Linked DNA regions of Arachis hypogaea: region 2 is linked to region 1. The links are chromatin contacts, called in public Hi-C maps. All regions are on one chromosome and are shown on one strand. Each heading gives the region's core, a stretch centred on a gene start, on an enhancer-like site or on the middle of the called end of the contact. The rest is flanking DNA. Distances are from core to core; before and after follow the strand shown. Region 1 overlaps LOC112715955 (probable receptor-like protein kinase At1g80640). Region 2 has its middle 12 kb from the start of LOC112718620.

Region 1 (4,158 bases), core at 1,359-3,858:
GTTTTCTCTGGTTACTTCTCCTTGTTGATATAAACTAACATCCGAATTGTACCACTCACAGTATTAATGATTAAATTAATGTATAATTAATTCTCAATGTTAATAATATCCTGGATCTACACATGAGGAGCGTGCAACTGAATTATTTATTTGGTTCATGATACCAAGTGTTTTAGAGATATGAAACTTTAATAATAGAAAACATAAAATTTTAAAGTTTTTAATACATTAAATGAATTCATAACGTATTAAAAAAAGTCAAAACTTCTTATTTTAAGTTTCTTAGAGGCTCATCATTTTCTTACTAAATAATCCATCCATTTCATATTAAGTTAAAATATGTTTTTTATCTTTAATATTTATAATTTTATTCAATTTTTTGTTCTTAAAATTTTTAATTTGTGTCAAAATTATCTCTACGTTAACTTCATCTAAAAATCTCATGAACAAAATTGAAAACATTTAGAGATAGTTTTAACATAAATAAAAAAAATTAATGACAAAATTGAATGAATCGAAAATATTAGGACAAAATTGAATTAAATTAACAGTTAAGTGTATTTTTGAAAAACATCACAAAAATTAGAGATAAAAAACATACTTTACCCATTATATTAAATGTCTCTTTCCATTTTTATTTTTGTTGCAAATTAAGTGTCATTTTCTAATTCCATGAAGTCATTAATTCACTTTTACATATTATATTCTCTATTTAATATAAAAAGAGAAACTTAGAAGAGTAAAGAATTAGTAGAGAGAGAGAAAAAAATACTAGGAGTATTTTTGTCTTTCTTTTTTAATTGTTTATATTTTTAATAAAATTTAATGATTGTGTTAATACCTGCATAAAACTAAAAAGAGACAGACTAATATAAAACAGAGAGAGTAAGAACTATATTTCACTCAAATTTTAAGTCTTCATTTATTAAATCTTATATTAATGATTTAGATTTAAATGAGTGATTTTATAAAAATAAAAAAAATTGTTAATTTATTTGTTAGTTCTAATAGCAAGTGATATTTATGTATTGATAGGGAAATTGACAGATAAAAGCGATGTGTATGCATTTGGGGTTGTACTTCTTGAACTTCTGTTAGGAAGGAAGCCTGTGGAGAAACTGGCACCAGCTCAATGCCAATCTATTGTCACATGGGTATGTTATGTATGCTACCTGCTTTTATTCATTTAATTTATTAACCCCACACACCGCGCGTACGCGTATACATAACCATATGAATGAATTTATAGGCGATGCCGGCACTCACAGACAGATCCAAACTTAGGAACATTGTGGATCCAGTGATCAAAGATACAATGGATGTCAAGCACTTATACCAGGTTGCTGCTGTTGCTGTTCTCTGTGTTCAGCCTGAGCCAAGTTACCGTCCTCTAATCACTGATGTTCTTCATTCACTTGTCCCTCTTGTTCCCATTCATCTTGGAGGAACACTCAGATCTCATTGAATTCAACCACATTTTGCTTTCTTAATAACAGATTAATGTATACATTGTATATATAAATATACAAAGAGATAAAAGGTTCTGTTGATATAAATGAACGATTCCATCACATTTATTGCGAGAATGCTTCAATTATATGAACTCATTGGCAACCGACACAGCAAATAAGTGTGTTGTTACATGTTAGCGTCATAATTAAGTTAAACTAACAAACCGTATTTTTCTCCGAAGCTTCTTCTTAAAGAAAGTACTTTATAGTTTATCACGGATTAGCAATATTACAAGTTAAGAGGAACCATTATTTATCGAAATGGATATCCTTAATGTTTTCATTGTCATGTGTTTGCGGCTACAATCACAAATATATATCAGGAGATTGTGATATTAGAATTTAGAAGGATGCATGAGTAAACCCTTTTTCCTTAATTTAAATTTCAGATAAAGTATATTTTTTATCTTTAAAATTTGTTAAAATTTTTAAAAATATTCTTAATTTTTATTTTATTTCAGTTTTATTTTTATAATTTTTTATTTACATCAAATATATTCATAATAGCTAAATTTTTAAAAAATTTAAAACTAATTTAGCAAAAATATATGACAATTATATTTAATTTGCTTATGTTAAAGGTTGTTGTTATGAAATTGTTGCTGATTTAATCTTAAAATTTTTGAAAAATTAGCCGTTAGGAATATATTTAATGTAAATCGAAAATTTTTAAAAAATAATTGAAACAAAATAAAACTTTTGAGATATTTTTAAAATTTTAAACCAATTTTAAAATAAAAAATATATCTTACCCTTAAATTTTTAATTTTTATTTTTAGAGTACATAATAGACAAACTATCAATTATTTTGATGAATTTTTTTGTTATAATGACTTGGCTATTTACATTTTTTGTCAGAATTTATATAAATCCGAGTTTCTGGACATGACGTAAATTCTCTATTTTATATATATATATATTTTTTTTTTGTCAGAGACATAATTCTTACGGTGCAAAGTATTCATCAAAATGCCTGTTTCGATTTTTTTTCAGGGTCCAAATTGGGCCACAAAATGTTGGTGTTCATCTTTAACTTCTTGTAACAAAACGTTTCTCATTTTTATTTTCTAGGTTTTTGATGTGGCTGCAACTCTTATTCCTTCTGTATACTCCGCATGAGAAGCCCACTTACAATGTATAGAAGGCCATTTGGTTAATGTAGGATTGAGTCAATATTTTTTTATTTATATACATAATAGGATTCCTCGAGAAATAATTTCCTAACAATGTTTTTTTTTTTTGGAAAAGGGTTTTTTTTTTATATGATTGATGACTAAACTCAAAAGACATACCTTGACCCAAAAAAAAAAAAAAAACTCAAAAGACATACAAAATTGTATTCAAAACAGCATTCATGGTCATCTGGGATTGGAAAGGGAAGTTTATTTTAGGCTCTGCAACAAAGATCAGAACAAATTCCAGTTTAGCTGAGGAAGCTTAAGGTTGTATTTGTTTTTAAGGATTGGGACTAAGACTAAAAAAATTGTGACCAAGTATTGTATTTATTGATTAGAAATTAGAACTAAAATTTTAATTTTGAGATACAACATTTCAATTTTTTTAGGTAACGTTTGGTTTGAGAGACATAAAGACTAAGACATAGATACAGTGGTATACGTTCATTGTTTATTTATTGAGACACGAATTTTTAACAGACACGGATGGACACGCAAGTATACAAATACACAAAATTTGTGTACTGAATCAAAGGGTGGAGCACAAATTTTTTGACATAGACACAAATTTTTTTCATTCTTTTCAATTATACTCTTTATAGATCTTCTTTCTCCTTCTATTTTTTATTTTTATCTCTCTTTGTATCAAATCTTCTTCCTTTCCTTCTTCACACCCAAAAATATTATTGTTGAGTTATTGTAATGGTATGGTTAATTATGAATATGAAATAATTATTTTTTATAAATTTATTGAAATTTTACAGTACTCTGATTTGCGTATTTAAAACTAGTCTTACCACAGATATATACGCTTAAATAACTTTGCATAAAAACTTATTTTCTTAATTCTAGTCATTAGCAATTTTTACAGGTTTTATTATAGCTTGATTAAAAAATACATGGGGCCTACTATTTCTGAAACCACAATTTTTTCATATTTTCATAAAACTACTGTCTCAACACACATTTTTATGTTGTACAAGTGTCATATTTTTATACAAGATACGTAGTCTTTATACATGTAGAAAAGATCTTTTATCTACACAGTAGCACTGTCATTTTCTTTATTTTCTTGTCTTTATCCCAAGCTAGATAAAGAAGATTTTTTCTTGGAATTGGTTCTTTAAGTCGGGAGTTCTCTTTCATATTAATGTACTTTTTTGCCTGTTCTTGTACTTCATACGAGGAGGTCAAATGTCACTTTGATATGGATTGAGAGAACGACCCTTCTTTGAGACTATTAATTAACCCCATTCTTACTGCTTCTAGAGATAAATTCTAAATTTCCAAACAAGCTTTGTTAAATCTTTCTATATAAGCTCAGAGTGTTTTCCCAACCTCTTGTTTGACCCCTAGGAGATTTGGAGCATGCTTGATTTTATCTTTTTGAATGGATAATCGGGTGAGAAAATTCATTGCGAGATTGTTGAAACAAGTCACCGACCTAGATGGTAAACTATCAAACCACTTCA
Region 2 (3,909 bases), core at 745-3,244, 100 kb after region 1:
CAAAATTATTTCAGAGGCCTGAACTTATAAATTTTATAGAAAATCCTCGTTCTACTAGGTTTTCATGATGACCATAAAGTTTCGATTTCCATCTTTAAATTTATCACCTTTCTATGTTTTTTTTTTTAGTATTTTTTATTTTGACAAGGCTAATAATTAATTTGTTGCATATTAGAACTCTGTTTTTTTTTTCTTGGTTTTTGTAAGAGCTTCGTTTAAGGACAAAAAATTGATTAAAAGCCTCTACCAAATTGATGAATTTAACCCTTACAATAGCAAAGAGGGAAGTGAGGACTACAACGATACAATTAGGGATGAGAAAAGGCCAGTGACTTGCTAGGGACATGTAGTTAGGGTGAACGCGGATCGGATCTAATATTCGTAGTTTTTAAGATTGGATTCGATCTGCACATTTGTGAATCGGATCGGATTGGATATCGGATATATCCGCAAAGTACAAAAATATTTTTAAAAGTTTATTTTTATTAAAAAATATCAATAAAATTTATTTTTTCTATTCTTTTAAATAAATTGATTTTTAAAATAATATTAAACATACTTTTCATAAATAATAAATTTAAAGTAATACAACATATATGATAATTATTAGTTGAAATAAAACATAAAAAGAATATTTACTTATTTATTTCTTTATTTTTGCGGATACGTAGATATGCGGATACCAACACAAAATCCGCAATCCGATCCGATTAGTGTGTGGATCCGATCCGATCCGAAAGCCCTGCAGATCAGATCCATATCCGCAATTTTCGGATTGGATTCGGATAAACACCGCGGATATGCGGATCGGATCCGATCCATGAACACTTGTACCTGTAGCCTGGTCTGTGTTTAGCCTGACCTGTTATAAAATAGGCACGTGCTCAAGTTCTTGTAAAAGCCTGAATATATCAATAGGTTAAGTTCGGACTCACTAATTAGTTTTATTGACCTATCAGGCCTGCTTGAGCCTATTAAAACATAATTAAATATATAAATAATTTTTTTATTATTAACAAAATTATGAGATATTTTAAATTTATTATATTTTATTATAAATACTTTTGTATGTTTTAAATATTTTAAAAGTTTAAAATTTTTTATAAATTTAAATATGACATATTATATATAAATATTTTTATTTAAAAATAATTTTTTTTAAATAATATTTTATTTTTATTAAAAATATTATCAAGCCTTTTAACAAGCTTCAGGTCAGGCTTAGTACTTTAAAAAAGCCTATAGTTACATGACAGATCAGACCTGTTAAGAAAAAAACATGGCTTGGCTGGTCTGGCTGGCTTGTTTTCACTCCTAAGTATTAATAAGGGTGGAAAAAGACCAAATGACTTGTTAGGGACCTGTAGCTTGACACGTGTTTAGTCTGGTCTGGTCTATTATAAAATAGGCACAAGGTCGGATTCTTATAAAAAGCTTAATATATTAATAGATTAGACCCAGATTTACTAATTAGTCTTATTAACTTGTCAGACCTCTTTGGTCCTATTAAAATATAATTAAATATATAAATAATTTTTTTATTATTAATAAAATTATAAGATATTTTAAATTTATTATATTTTATTATAAATATTTAAATATTTAAAAAATTTATAATTATTAAATATGATATATTATATATAAATATTTTTATTAAAATATAATTTTTTAAAATAATATTTTTATTTTTATAAAAAAATTTATTAGACCAGATTGACAAATCAGATTTAATATTTTAAAAAAAATTATAATAGAGTGCAGATCAAATTGAACTATCGAAGCCAATTAACCACATGACAGGATGGTTAAGAACAAAGGCTGGCGGCTGGCCTAGTCTGTACAGAGAATCCCTCTTTCTGGGCCAAATATAGGGCTTGGTCGAGCACTCTAAAGTTCATTCTTTTTTTTTCTTTTTTGCAGTATGGGCCTTTAAGAATATCTACACGACCAAAAGAGGGGAAAAAACACACTGACACACCTACCCGAAGCCCCTAGGAGAAAACCCATTAACATAGTTACATAACTGCCACGCTGTGTCTCTAATCTTCCCATACCCAAAAAAAAGGTCTTCTAAACTTGTAAATTTATTTAAGAATGCACCAAGCTTCATGGGAGTTAATGATTAATTTTATGTTGAGAGAATATAAAATGTTAATAATTTCATTGACATATTCTTTTGGGTCTTAGTACACAACACACCCACAAGTGTGCCACTGAACCAGGCGTCCAACCACAATTTCATTGACCTTAAGAATTGTAGAATTAATTCATGAGGTACCCAAATGATGGCACTTTGGACAACCCACATGGGTTTGGGACCACAATTTTCTTACCCCAATGTGCCAAGCCCGTTAGATTTAACACTACAAGATGCCGCAACTCATAAATACTGTTCAGTGTTCACCATAAACGTTTGATATAAACCCAAAAGGTTGTTACTCATGCTCACATGTGACCTTGACCATACGACCAAAAACATATTCAGTGGCACGTGTAGTCTTCTCGATGACCGGTTAAAAAGATGTTTAGAATATTCCAATTCATAATGTCTAGGTTCTTAAATCCTAGCATTAAACTAAGGTGGCACATGAATCAGATAATATATATAGTACTTATTCACATTTGATCGAAATTTTATGGATATTATCCGATCTACAGAGTTATTGGATCCGATCAAATCTGATCCGCACTATAGTAGGATCGGATTGTGGATTTGACAGTGATATCCGCAGATCCGATTCGCAAATCCACATATCTGCACGTCTCTTATAAATAGCATAGTTTAAGAAAATAAATCATAATGTGATATAAATTTTAGTGTGTTGTTTTATTACATCTTGTTTTTAATTTTTTATGTTGTATTTCAACTTAGAATAATTAAACTTAGATCTTGTATTATTATTTTTTTGTTATTCAAAAAAACTTTTATTGATAATATTTTAAGAGTAAATAGGCTTAAACAGGTGAAAAAATAAATTTTCTGAACATTTTATTGTAAAAACAATCAAACATAATCCTAAAATATTTTTTTTGAATTATACGAATATATCCGATATTTGATCCGATCTGATTCACATGTATGCGGATAAAATCGGATTGAATCCGACCTGAAAAAATACGAATATCATATCCGATCCGATCCGATGAATGCAGTGCAGATCGAATAGAATTATAAGCTATATCCGATTCGATCTGATCCGCGTGCAGCCCTACATTAAACTTCACTATGATGGGGCCTGAAATTGCTGTTACTTTGTTATGGTAATTATTGGTCTATTAATCCTAAACCCACCCTAACAACGATGCTTAAATGTTGGGTAGTACTTTATTAAGTACTTGTTTCACTGTAGTAATTAACGATAATAGTAGCTTAATTTCATTAGTTGCAGCGTTCAATTAAAGGACCTTGCTTGCTTCTCAATATATCCTCCACTATCACATGAACGTAAACATGTGTCCCAAAATTTGAGATATATTTATAATTAATTTTCTAGTATTTAGTGTTTTAATTACTGATTAATCAAATTAATCACGACGTATAGAGCCCGTTTGGAGAACTGAGACGCGTGGTCAACTAATTAATCAGGTCAAACAAGGTACTCACTCATCAGCATGCACTTCCAATTCGTATAAACCATTAAATTAAACAACTCCTCATGCGTTTACTTTGACCACTATTAGTCCTCTCTCTCTCTCTGTTTACTGTATATAATAAATTATGCTAAATAACCAATAATTTTTTTGAATCATATGAATAATTATCAATCAAATTAAAATATATTACATATTTAAATTATCCATTTAAATCTTAATATTAAAATAATTATTTACACACTTAGTAAAATAAACATCTAATATATCTATTATTCACACTGTTTAGTATTTTCATTGTGTACTTATATTTTTTCC

What was found. A called contact is a pair of places that touch in the nucleus more often than the background predicts.
Region 2: a contact with region 1 is called in a Hi-C map of leaf, with 5 times the contacts expected there. The contact joins two enhancer-like sites. A contact is called at or near these places in 3 of 8 Hi-C or Micro-C datasets (leaf and an unstated tissue).

What each region holds. Positions count from the first base shown.
Region 1 is chr10:93,249,598-93,253,755 of arahy.Tifrunner.gnm2.J5K5, forward strand. LOC112715955 (probable receptor-like protein kinase At1g80640) reads left to right here. Exons shown (of 9, transcript XM_025767800.2): 8 at 1,036-1,154; 9 at 1,250-1,571. The coding sequence ends at 1,465. Among protein-coding and RNA genes, the nearest start is that of LOC112715955, 4.3 kb to the left of the region's middle. Within about 2 kb of position 2,609, at least 3 of the 3 cell types and tissues checked have open chromatin away from gene starts, as enhancers often do.
Region 2 is chr10:93,352,802-93,356,710 of arahy.Tifrunner.gnm2.J5K5, forward strand. No RefSeq gene overlaps it. Among protein-coding and RNA genes, the nearest start is that of LOC112718620, 12 kb to the left of the region's middle. Within about 2 kb of position 1,995, at least 3 of the 3 cell types and tissues checked have open chromatin away from gene starts, as enhancers often do.